2 separate regions of the Mus musculus genome follow, and region 2 is linked to region 1. The links are chromatin contacts, called in public ChIA-PET maps. All regions are on one chromosome and are shown on one strand. The core of a region is the stretch at or near the end of the contact, and the rest is flanking DNA. Distances in the headings are between cores, read along the strand shown.

Region 1 (5,950 bases), core at 438-2,937:
TGTGTGTGTGTGTGTGTGTGTGTGTGTGTGTAATGGAACACATTTCTCAAACTCTGCAGTGAGTTCTTGGAAGAGTAAACCATGTACTGAGTTTACAAACATGTTGTTTGTTTATTTCTATGTCTTTTCTTCTTTGTACTGCTAAGATATCCTTCCGCAAATCAGAATGCTAAAAAGCAAGCCAAAATGAATCCAAAAAAACACGCTGCAGATCTACATAGGTGGGCATCTTTAGAAAGTCTCAAGATTTGAGAAAATGCTTCCAGCAGACGGCAGAGTGGGCTCTAGGCACAAACCTACCTGAGAATGTTGCTTGTCACAGGTGAGTAGGGTATGGAAGAGGGTTTCCCAAATCTTACACCTATTTTAAGGTAAGCAAGATGTGTTAAATAAGCACATTAGCTCAATGGTACCCAGTAATGAAGGGTTATTATTACGTGGAATTGAAGGATCCAGGCCTACACTTTGTCCAAGTTTATAGTCCAGTGATGTCCATGGTTACTAAAATGGATACATGGACCTACAAGATAGTTCAGAGTATAAAGGCACCTACCACCAAACCTGACAGACAAATCAGACACAGGCCCCATGTGGTAAAAGGTGAGAACCCACTCCTGCAAGTTGCCCTCTGACCTCTACACATGTTTCCAGCACACATACAGGGGTATGCTCGCACACATGCACTCATACTTACAAAAAAAAAGGGTAATAATAAAAAATAAAAATGGGCCAAAGAACCCATACCCACGGTGCCCTTTCCTTGGAGGAAGGCTTATTCATATTATCACTAAAGAAATTTTATTCACGGGTTCCAAATCCCCCATTCTATGATTTGCCCTGTGAACGAAAGCTGGAGAGAAAAAAAAAACAAACCTGCAGCTGGCACTGACCCTCTTTCTGCAAAGCTAATTAACCGACTTGAACTTCAACCTTTGCGGAGAGGCTGCAATGTCTGGAGCTTATTGGCAGTTTTCCTTGGGCCCTCTCCAGTTCCCTTAATAGCTACCCGTTGCCTATCCTGTGTCTAACCTACCAGCTCGTGAATAACAGGTAAAACCGCCTGGAACATAATCAAGCCATACATTGAGAGTGCAGTCAGATTGCATCTGAGGCCTGTAGCTGAGGTTCCCTCCCTTCTGCAGCCAGCCTACCTGGGGGGTCCCACCGACATATTTTTGACGTCTTGATTTATGACTTTCTTTTTCTGTTATTATGGAATTTTTTTTAATCAAATTGTTACAACGTTGGAACGTAGACTTTGGGGTAACCCAAACCTGGCCATGACCCCTCCTATTGGCTCCAGAATGAACTCTCTCTAAGTTCCCTGGGAGGTGAGAACTGTGTTTTTTAGCACGCACAGCTCAACTGCAAACCACACTCATTCATTCCCTGCTCCACCACCCGGGATCTTAGTGGGGACGCTGTCTGCGGGCACAGCGGGTGGTGGCCTGGGTGGCTTGGGACTCCAGCCTTCCTCACCGGGCAGCGCAGCCTGGCGGGTGCAGGCGGACTCCCGTGCGCGCGCCCTGCGCACCGCCCTCCCGCCCCGCGCTCCGGGGCGCGGCCAGGGCACAGCACCCGCCCCGAGCAGAGCGCCGAGTTCCTTGAAGGCCGGCGGCCGCGGCAGACCTGCCTTCGCTCCCTCCCTCCCTCCCGTGACGCGCGTGCCCCGCAGCGCGCAGCCGCAGCGCCGCCAGCATGCGCGCCGAGGCCCGCGGCGGCCTGGAGCGCTTCTGCAGTGCGGGCAAGGGCCGGGGGCTCCGCGCGCTGCGGCCCTTCCACGTGGGCGACCTCCTCTTCTCCTGCCCGGCCTACGCCTGCGTGCTCACCGTGGGCGAGCGGGGCCACCACTGCGAGTGCTGCTTCGCCAGGTACGCGGGGACCGTGCGGGCGGGAGGGGCCACGCGGAGCCACGTGCGCCGCGTCCGCTGAGCCACGGCCTGCCCCGCAGCCGGACCTGCGCCGCCCCACGCGTGTCCGTTCTAGCTTAGGTTCTCTGTGGTCCCGAGGCCTCCCGAGCTGTCCTGAGATGGGCGGCTCCCCCACCCCCTAGGGAGTGATGACCCGATCAGCCAGGGACGCTTCCGGTCATTCTGGAGGAGGGAAGCTATGGAACAGACACGCCTATGAGACTGGGCTCCGTGGATTGGGATGAGGGGACACAGTTTGTTGGGAGAATATTTGATTGTACTACTTCATACATGTCCTGAGTGTGTAGATGCTGTATCCACGGCCACATGCTAAGCCTTAAGGTAGTTGCGGATCAGGAAGGTGCGTTGGGATTCCCCCATCCCACCCTGTGTCTTCATTTTACAGACACACTTTATCTTAAAGGCCGAGAAGAGATCATTTTACTGTTGGGACACTAAAGCCCAGAGAGGAAGGGTAGCTGTGTATACACAAGGCACTAATTAGGGGCTGGAGCCTGGCCTGTCAGGACTGACACGTCCCGCCCACCCACTTCCTTGCTTCCTAAGTTTGCTGAGGTAGGGGGTCTGGCTTTGGAGTTGAGCCTGTCCCAGGCCATCTGTGGATGCCTGAGGAAGGAACCCTGCCTGACTTGCTTTGAAGGTCAGTGTCATCACCTTTGAAGTGGAGATGGTGGGCTAGATTAAGCTAACCTGGGGTTCTGCAGGTACCTCTTGCGGGCTGCCCCCAGTCCTGCACTCCACGAAGCTCTCAGCCTCCCAGACTCGTGCGCCTCGTTCTACAATAAGACAACAAAAGAATGGACAAAGGTTGCATATTAGAGTAATCTCGGCCGGACTCCCTGCCAGAACTGTCTTCCGCTGGGGGGGACCTGGAAAGGAACTAGACGCAGAAGCGTGCCGTGGGCAGCGGAAGGGCTGTATGTGATGTGCCTCTTTGAATTGGCGAGCCAAGAGCTAAAGGGTCATGGCACCACTTTGCGACGTTTGAGTGAAGTGAGCATTGGGTTTTCCCAAAGTTAAAAAGGCTGCTGCAACTGGTCCCTTGATCTTCTGAGCCTCGCTGTGGCTGGGAGTCTGCAGCAGTGTGGGTGTCTGCAGTAAAGGAGCAAAGCGGGTCACCCAGCACAGAGGGGGCCTCCGTCAGGGGTCCTGGCGCTTGGTGTGCGGTGAGAGGCGTGGGCCTTGCGGAGTGCGTAGTAGGGACTCGTGGCCAGTTCTCTCCTCCTGAAATTAAATATCTGCGTTGACAGCTGAGGCGTGCTTCTCTCCTGTTGGGAGTGTCCTGATTGTACAAAGACACACAAGCTTCCAGAAGTACCCTTACAAATCACCCAGCCTCAGGAATCCTGTCATTTGTGACAGCTAACCCCCCACTCCCCTTGACATTTGTTAATGTCACTAATTTTGCCTCAGTTCCCTCTCCTGGGCCCCCCAGGCTGCCATTCCATTGTCAACCAATCTCTTCTGTTTGGCTTATGTAACAGTCAGAACTTGGAACTCAACTAAAATATTGCCCAAGAAATAAAACTCACAAGATCCGTGCACCTAGAGAAATCTTCGTACCGCATCCCGTGGTTGCCGTAAAATCTGGTTAGTTTTGCTAGATCGTTCTAAGACTGTGTTACTCCATCTCCTACTTGTGTGTGACTGAGGCCTGACCTGTTCTTGTGTATTAAAGGGGGGGATGCACAGCTCTGTGGAGTTTCAGGAGCATGTTACAGGTGGGGTGCGTGTCGGTTCATGTGTCATGCCCCCAGAAAAAAGCTGCGCTGTCCTTTTTTGTGCTAGAAGTATAGTATTATCACTTAAGATAGATGAGCCTCCCGGGGTCTCATGCCACATCTACTATGTTATAATTTAACTCACTTGGGAAGAAAAACTATTTCTCCAGGAGTGAGCATGTTATATTAACCGAGAAATAATGGTAGAATGTTATTTTTTAAGCTCTCTACAAAATAGGATTCTTAGTGCCAGGAATTTTTTTATTCCCCCTTCTGGCAGTTTTAAATTAGTATCACATTTTCTCAGCTTGGTAGGTGACATTTGGGAAGATGCAGATTTTGCCTCAGCTGCTAGAAGGCAACTCCTAAAAATATAAGTAACTTCTAGGTGAGAGCTATCCCTCATATATACATACATATGCACGCCTGCCCACCCACCTGCCCATATGTCTGTGTACGTGTTTTGGTCCCTGGTTAACATCTACACACAGTTCTTACACATTCTTTAAATATATATATATTTCAAACTGAAAACTGGACATTCTGACTCAATTTTATTGGCTTCAGAAAGAAAGGCTCAGCTGTGACCAGGGGTTGACTAGAATATACTAGAATATTTATTCTTCCTCTAGGACCGAGGTCTCCCTCTTGATCTTTATTCTCTTGCTCCTGGACTGCTGTATAACGAGGATGCTGAGTGTGGGAGAGAGCCCGAAGGCCCTCGTGGCTTTTGCAGCAGGGAGCCCTGTGCTCTGCCAGGCTCACACGGACTGAGGCATTAAGAACAAAGAGGATGAGAAGTCCTGTCATGAGCAGTTAGACTTTTGCCCCCTTGTCCTCAGGTGAATTCCCTAACCGGTCCATCTTGCTTCTCCCATTGCCTGACATGAAATAGGCATTGATGGATGCAGTTACATAAAGGACCTCAGAGGCAGCACTCAGTGCTGCTCTGACTCCAGCTATTCTAGAATATTCTGTAAGAACATGAGGAAATACAACTTCAAATGTTCTAAAATTATCATGATTTCTAGATGGGAGATTGGGTATAGGCACTAATAAGGATTTTCCCTCATCTGTTAAATCCGTTTATTAAATACATAATGAAGATGAAGACACACAGACAAGAGATGTTCTCTGAAAGTGACCCTTAAGAATAAGGTGAGCGTTTGTGACGCAGGCCTGGGACCCCATCTCCTTGGGAGGCTGGTACAGGGTTACAGAGCAAGCTCAGGCTAGCAAAAAACAAAACGAAACAACAACAAACTCAACTCTATGGGAATCCTGCTGCTTGGGGGTGGCATGTCCTAGTGTGGGGGAGGAGCGTGGTTCTTCTGTTTATAGGTAAGGAACTCTTTGGTTAGCACTTCCACTGTTTGAGAGACAGCAAAGCAGGGACAATCTCTAAGAGCAATCTCTAAGAGAATGGGCTTCTGGCTGTGTCTCTTCCACAGTGACTGTGGGCAGTGAGTTCCTCTGCCTGTAAACTTATCCCTCAAGCGCTCATCCTGCGGAGCCTGCTGGAAGGTGAGAGTGGAAGTCAGGTGCCCCCAATGGCTTTCCATGGGCTGAGCTTGGTTTTTGGACTCTCTGACTTATATACAAGATATTGCAATTCCGGAAACATGCTTTGTGAGGTAGAGGGGATCCTCTACTCACCGACACAGAGCTAAAACCTGCTGTCCTCCTGAAACTTCCAGAACAATAATGGGGAGAGTTTTCACTGTTTCCTGAAACCCAGTGTCAGTCAGCATTACATCCACAAAGGCAGGGCTCCCTCAGAAAGTCTTTCCGACTCCAAGGTGCTCAGACATGTTATTCTTGTAGCATGAGATTAGATAAATACTGAACGAGAATGAGAGAAAACAGGGTTTTCCACCTAATAAGGCCATCAGGACTCCTATTTCTTCCCTTGGCCCTGATTCTTTCAAATATGACTCTTAAAGTCAAAACAATATTCTTTGGGTGGTGGTGGTGGTGGTGTGTGTGTGAGTATGTATGTGTGTATGTATATGTATGTGTGTATGTATATGTAAGTGTGTATTTGTATATGTATATGTATGTATATTTGTGTGTGTGCATGTATGCATGTGTATTTGTGTGTATGTATGTGTGTGTATTTGTGTATGTATATGTGTGTATATTTGCATGTGTGTATGTATGTATGTATATGTGTATGTGTACTCACACAGACCCTCAAGTCACATCTGCCTGTGCTCGTCCTATACCCTTCCCTTGATAGGTGGTATCTGAATGATCCTTCCTCAGTTGGAAGCTGATCCTTCCAGGCAAGCACCTCAC
Region 2 (6,591 bases), core at 1,620-4,119, 55 kb after region 1:
GAGAAAAGCAAGCACCCAGCAAGGTGCAGGAACCCAGTGTGTTTGGATCACTTTCCAGGACCTTGGCTCTCTCCCTTCCAGCTGAGGATGGTTTCTCTCTCTTGCCACTTTTGACTGGAGCATTACCAGTTTGCCTGCAACTTCACTAGAGATGCTTTCCCTTTATGCCTCTGTGTCTAAAATGTCCCATGGGGGCCACCACCTTCCCTCCCGGAGGCTAACACTGCAGATCAGTCAACGTGTGGTTCAAATGAGAAGCACTATATTATTGTGTGTGTGTATGGGGGGGAAGCATTATATAATAACTCACAGAACTTATTCCAAAGAGGGAAAAAATAAATTATCTTATATAAAATAATACATGATGTTTGTGAGTAACTCTGGCTTCTGCCTGCTGCCAGCCATCCACCTCTGGCTGGGGGAGGCAGATGTTGTCGAAGTGGCGCCCCCTGCAGGACAGAGCTGCGTCCCTCCTCCAGAAGCTGCATCCCGGAGGAGATCAAATGAGCCTGGAATTCTGCAGGAACTGGACGAGGACTTGGTAGACGAACTTGTACTGCGCAATGGTCTGGATCATGAACATCCTCTGCTCCCTGAGGAATCGCAGCATCGTGGGCACCTCCACCTTCTGCAAGAGAACAGAAAGGGCACACAGGCTGAGACAGAATGCCTCCCCGAGATCTCCCCTCCCTGCCGGGGAAACCTCTGCCCAAGGCGGACAACCAAGAAGGAGGCGGAGCTAAGACTCTGCCCACTGTGGACAACCAGGAAGGAGGCGGAGCTAAGACTCTGCCCACTGTGGACAACCAGGAAGGAGGCGGAGCTAAGACTCTGCCCACTGCGGACAACCAGGAAGGAGGCGGAGCTAAGGGTTCTGACCCTCCAGGGCTTTAGGAATCGGCTCTGTGCCACGGTTGGAGACCCCTGTTTCTGGTGTGGTATCGTTCACCCGTGTTTGTTTACTCGTGTGAGTGAATCTGAAAGCTGTTTGCACTTACAGTGCAAGGTTCTCAAAGCAGTGGACTGTGGCGAATGCCAAATACCATTCCTTCCCTCCCTCCATCCCCTTCCCTTTACATACAGGTTGAGAAAAATTTTGAGGAACTCACTCTGTAGTCTAGGCTGACTTCAAACACATGATGCTCCTGCCTCAACCCCCTCAAGTTAGCTATTTCTTTTCTTTTCTTTTCTTTTCTTTTCTTTTCTTTTCTTTTCTTTTCTTTTCTTCCTTCCTTCCTTCCTTCCTTCCCCCTCTCTCCTTTCTTTCTTTCTTTCTTTCTTTCTTTCTTTCTTTCTTCCTTCCTTCCTTCCTTCCTTCCTTCCTTCCTTTCTTTCTTTTTAAATTTATGACATTTATTTGTGCGTGTCCTGGGGACCAAACTCAGGTAGTAAAGCTTGCTGTCTAGTACCTTTACCCACTGACCCATCTTGCTGGTCCAGATATTTCCTTTGTGTGGTGCATGGATACTCATGTATGGGGTATGTGCTTGTAGTGCACACCATTGTACATGGGTGCATATTCTCAGAGGCGGACATCAGATGCCCTATGCCGTTGCGACAGAGTCCCTCACTGAACTGAAGCTTGCAGCTTCTCATCTGGGTTGGCTTCTCACCAGAGAGCCCCAGCACTGTGGTGCGGTGCCCTTCCTGCCCTGTGCTATCATCTGTGCCCTGTGACCGTGCCCTTCCCGCCCCATATAATCATCTGTGTTCTGTGAGTCTCGTGCCTCCCCTGGCTTTCTGTGTGCTCGTCCACACCTAGCTTCTCATGGACGCTGGGAATCGCCTCACATGTGAGCGCTTATGGCCACTGGGATAGCTCCTCAGCCCTCAAGACACTTCTGATCTCTTGGGAAAACCGCCTCCCAATCTGCCATCCCTCCCTGCCTCCACAGCCTCCACCTCCATTTCTCTTTCTCTCATATCCTCTTCCACCCTCCTTATCCCCACCACCACGCCTACCATCACCCCTACTCCCCATCCTCACCCCCCACCCCTACCTCCATCCTCACCCCTATTTTCACCCCCCACCATCCCCCCCTCACCCCCCCCCCACATCACAGCTATCAGAACCCCATCCTCACCCCACCCCCATCCCCACCTCCCACTACCACTGGTACACAGTGCCCCTGGCATTATGCAAGGCAGGGCAGACATGGTCCTTGACACACCATGAACAGCAGGGAAAGCCATACAGTACTGACACTGCAAAGCAGCCTGGAGACCAACCTTGACCTCACAGCCACCACCTCGCAGCGGTGGAATCTCCCTCACTCCCCAAGACCAACTGCTGTGAGTCATGAGAACGAGAGCATGGTTGGGCAAGAGACAGCTCAAGAGGTAGGACTCCACACTCGCCACCAGCTCCGGGCGCCCCCATCAGGTGGCTCACAACCACGGTGACTACACGTCAGAGCCGCAGACACTTTCCTCTGGCCTCTGTGGGCGTTGTACTCACACACATGCCTAACCTAGCATCTCCACATGATTAAAAATATATTTTAAATGAGACAAAAGGGGGAAAGTGTGGGGAAAAAAGAAAAGCCACTTCTTCGTTGACAAAGATGAACGCTGCTAGAATCACAAACCAAAAATACAAAACACACAAATCACCTCAGTAATTAGAAAAGGCAGGCTAAGCAGGGATGCGAGGAAAGGAGGCCTAACGGTCTTATATTCATTTGTTAAAAGTCTTTGTTTAAAGAACAAACTAAATATGTTGGCCCTTCTCCTGAGAGGGAGACAGGAGTGGGAGGAGCCAGGCCTGAAGAACACACGGGGCGGAGCAGCCGGTCTGGTTGCCCCTTGGTCAACAGCAACCCTGGGAAACAAACTGGACAGATAAGGTTGGCTGTGCTGGCGCTGGGGGAAGGAAATGAACTGTGTGAGTCACCTTATCGCTGAATATCAATGGGAACAGAAGTTGTTTTAGGACTGTCCCACACCAGCAAGGAATGTGCTGGCATGCAGCTGGGTACTGAAGGAAACATACCACAGCGGGGGCTGGGGGCACTGAGCCTCAGTGGGGGGGGAAGCCCACCGGATCCCCGTTGGCTGCATCCCCCAATTCACACCCATTCAGCGCCAGGCTGGCTTTGATGCACGGTGAGCAGCGTGATCTCCAGCCTTCCCAGAGGCTGTGGATGGGGCTCCAAAGAGCTAAGGACAGGGCAGTGTTAAATAAAGCTGCTTTTCAAATCTCTGAGTCTACGAGTACACGTACTAACACACTGAAGCATCCATTACACAGAACAAGGGTTCCCTGCTGCACGATCTGGAACCTGAACAGCTTGTGGGAAACAGTGTGAAGGCAGGAAGTGACCTCAGAGGAGGAGAGCTTGCTTCCTGCCATCAGACAGCTGCTTAAAGTTACACAGGACCGGCTACATCATCACACGATTGCTCTGGGCCTGGCTTTCCTCCTCTGGGCCTGGCTTTCCATAGAGCAGAGGTAAGGATGCCCCTCTATTGACCTTACAGCCTAGGGTTTGGGACCTGGTGTAAGGGTTACATAGCAAGACCCACGAAGAAGCACAAGAAAACACCCAGAACTGGGGGGCGTACAGCTCAGTGGTAGGGAGGGCACTTTCCTGACAGGTGTGAAGTTCTGGGTTAGCTCCCTAGAACTTTCATAAACAAACCAACACACAAACGGAGAAGCAGAAACCAAAACCACTGCCCCCACCCTGCACACAATCTTATGTGAATGAAAGCAGAGCTGTTGTCGATGGCTCTCACTGTAACTCCAGAGTCTATGGCAGCTCGAGATAACACACTCCTATGTGATTAAAACAACGAATGGCCAATGCTGGCCCACATAGCACAATATATTGCCAATATACACAATATATTGCCAAGCCAGACAAGGGCAAACGCCCCCAGATGAAAACTATACCTGCTGTGATTATAAAAAGACAAAGAAGTGTAAGAGTATGTTCTATGGGGGTGTGGTGAGGTGTGAGGGAAGGGGTGCCTCGGTGGGCCCATGCTGAGGCATCCCTTCCCCCTGAGGGACCAGCCACACGACAGTATAGTATAGAATAAGGTTTATTCAGGACATGGAGAGGGGAGTTAAGAGGGTGGTAGAGGCAGAGAAAGGCAGAGAGAGGGAGAGAGTAGAGAAGTAGAAGCTGGCCATGACCACGTGGGGTGGGGAGTGTGGAAGGAAGTGGGGAGAGATGGGGAGCAAGAGAGAATCAAGTGGGAAGCAGGAGTAAGAGACAGAAGAGGGGGCAAGCAGCCCCTTTTATAGTGGGCCAGGCCTACCTGGCTGTTGCCAGGTAACTGTGGGAGTGGAGTCCAGACAGAATACCAACAATACCATAAGGACAACAACCGTGTCCTACAGAGATGCATCTATCAACACACAGGATTTGGGCCAAAGCACATCCCAGAAATGCAGGACACATTGAACTACACGTGCCAGAGCCACGTGCCATGTCAAACAACCACAACAGAACTCATCTGCCTGCTTCTGGAAGTGAATGCCCACGGCAGTCAGGTTTGCTGGATGTTTCTAGAACACCCTCATTTCTTCTTGTATTTAGGAGCCTACACACAGCAGTGAGCAGTAAGAGACAGGAAAGCTATAGATTCTGGACTCCAGCTGGGAACAACTGGTCAGCGGAGAGGCGTCGACCACAAAGCTGGTAGGAGCATGGTTCTGGTGAGAACCAAGGTATAGCAGGCCTGGGGATGTGGTTCAGTTGGTAAATTGCTCACCACAGAAGTGTGAGGATCTGAGATAAGTTTTTAAAGAACCATAGTTGTGAGCAGTAACTATACATGGTAGTGTGGACTTAATCCCAGCACTGGGAGGTGGAACAGGAGGAGCCCTGGGGCTCACTGGCCAGACAGCCTAGTGTCTATTTAGTGACGAGAGACGCCGATGGTACCTAAAGGAAGCCCACTGAGGTTGAACTGTGGCCTCCACACACGCATGCACAGGTCCAAGTTCACTTTCCATCCCATAAAAACAAACACAATCAAAAGGTGGCAAGGGGGAGGCGGACGACTCACTTCGTTGTGTTCCAGGCAGTAGATCATGAGCTCAGAGAGGATAACCACACCAGTCCTTCCCACACCCGCGCTGCAGTGAACCACGATGGGGGGGTGCCTGGTCCTGATGCCTTCCAGCACGCTGTTGGTGTGGCGTCGGACTGACTGGATTTCCTCCAAGTAGGCTGCAGGATAAAATGTGTATCTTGTCACCCAAGTGTGTCACATGTCTTTGTGTCCAGGGGGGGAGGATGGGGGGGAGGCACCAGGGCTGAGGGTGACTCTTTTGTTTTCCAGTCATAATAATTTGCAATTCTTATAAGACGCTAATCATTTGGCTGGTAACTGCTGCAACACCCCGAAGCCAGAAGAGACCAGCTGGGAGTCAATTAGTCCACAGGAGAACTTGTTCTTTAAATAGTTCTTTTTAAAAAATTAAATTCTGTTTCCCTCTCTGCAAATCCCCAAGTCCCCCTAGCAGATGATTCTAGACATTACTTACAGTATTTCATACCACTAACAGACTGGGATCAGAGCATCCGCTAAGTCCCCTTGAAATGCCCGCCTGTCAGAGCCAATTCCTGTTGGGGAAAGAGCAGCCACCTGCCCCATCGCTTTCCCAGCACAGAATCAGTGAATGTCAACGGAGCCTTGAATTCATTTTCAGATGAAAAAAAAAAAAGCTTTGGGGGAATCCACTTCCATGAAGTTATATGACTATTCAATAGGAAGCCCACTTCTGGGGACGACAAGCCTGTGGGTGGAGGGTTCAAGACATGTTCTCACAGCTTCTAGCAGCTGCCCAGCCCAGCACAAAGGTTTGCTTACTGTCCCAAAGGGACACAAAGGAAAAACAGCCTCAGGATCCTGAATGTTTTTTGCCATAATCACGTAACAAGTAAAATAGGTTCTTTGGACTCCAACAGCCAGCGTTTCCATGGCGTCATACAGCATCACTTCGTCAAGACTCTTACAACATCAACCTTGGGCAACCCACACTCTTTAAAGGGATGGATGCCCTGTGTCCTCCAGTAGCTTAAACGGTCATTCCTCAAACTGCCTCTGACTTAAAGGGCTGACTATACTTTAGAGCGTCTCGTGGGCGCCACCTGTCAGCAGAGCTGTCAATCATCAAGCCAATCTATTTGTATTTACCCAGATTTTCTTCTTAGGGACAACTTTAACAAGCCCACCAGCAGAAGATTCTCTAAATTGAATAATTAGTGCTGTTATGAGGGCGGGAAGTTCTGGAGAGGCCACACCCCACCTCACAGACAGCTGGGATAGACAACTGGTCACTCAGCCTCTCTGGGGCTTTGCATTCTTTGCCCCATCGCTGGCCTACTCCGTGTTCTTTGTGCTCCCCATGTTAGTGGTAAATGTAATCTTTCTGTCAAAGCATCAGGTTTTGGTTTTTTTTTTTTCCCCTAGGTCTTTTCTTGTCTCTGTGTTGTGAGCCTTCTCAGACCCTATGGCAGATTCTAAACATATCAAAAATAAACCCAAGGTTCTGATGTTGTCCAACATGCACACAGTGGGTCTCTGCACACAGTGGGTTCTCTTTGGTACGCACAGTGGGTCTCTGTGGTGCGC

What was found. ChIA-PET counts read pairs in DNA pulled down with a chosen protein or histone mark.
Region 2: an RNA polymerase II ChIA-PET map of memory CD8 T cells shows a contact between it and region 1, with 124 read pairs. The contact joins the enhancer-like site here to the promoter of Smyd2 in region 1. A contact is called at or near these places in 3 of 39 promoter capture datasets (embryonic stem cells, liver and stem cell-derived epiblast-like cells), 11 of 484 Hi-C or Micro-C datasets (CD4 T cells, the N1E-115 cell line, Th1 cells and 5 more), 8 of 115 datasets of contacts at active chromatin or transcription factors (CD8 T cells, the SCID.adh cell line, effector CD8 T cells and 3 more) and 3 of 9 other capture datasets (adipose tissue, embryonic stem cells and liver).

What each region holds. Positions count from the first base shown.
Region 1 is chr1:189,918,028-189,923,977 of GRCm38.p6, reverse strand. Smyd2 (SET and MYND domain containing 2) reads left to right here and starts at 1,687. Exons shown (of 12, transcript NM_026796.2): 1 at 1,687-1,871. The coding sequence starts at 1,699.
Region 2 is chr1:189,863,964-189,870,554 of GRCm38.p6, reverse strand. It overlaps Ptpn14 (protein tyrosine phosphatase, non-receptor type 14), which reads right to left. Exons shown (of 19, transcript NM_008976.2): 18 at 5,020-5,183; 19 at 1-628. The coding sequence ends at 500. Among named protein-coding and RNA genes, the nearest start is that of Gm26574, 29 kb to the right of the region's middle. Within about 2 kb of position 2,869, at least 166 of the 459 cell types and tissues checked have an H3K27ac peak or open chromatin away from gene starts, as enhancers often do. A contact at or near this core is called in CD8 T cells, Th1 cells, adipose tissue and 6 more, where this site is marked.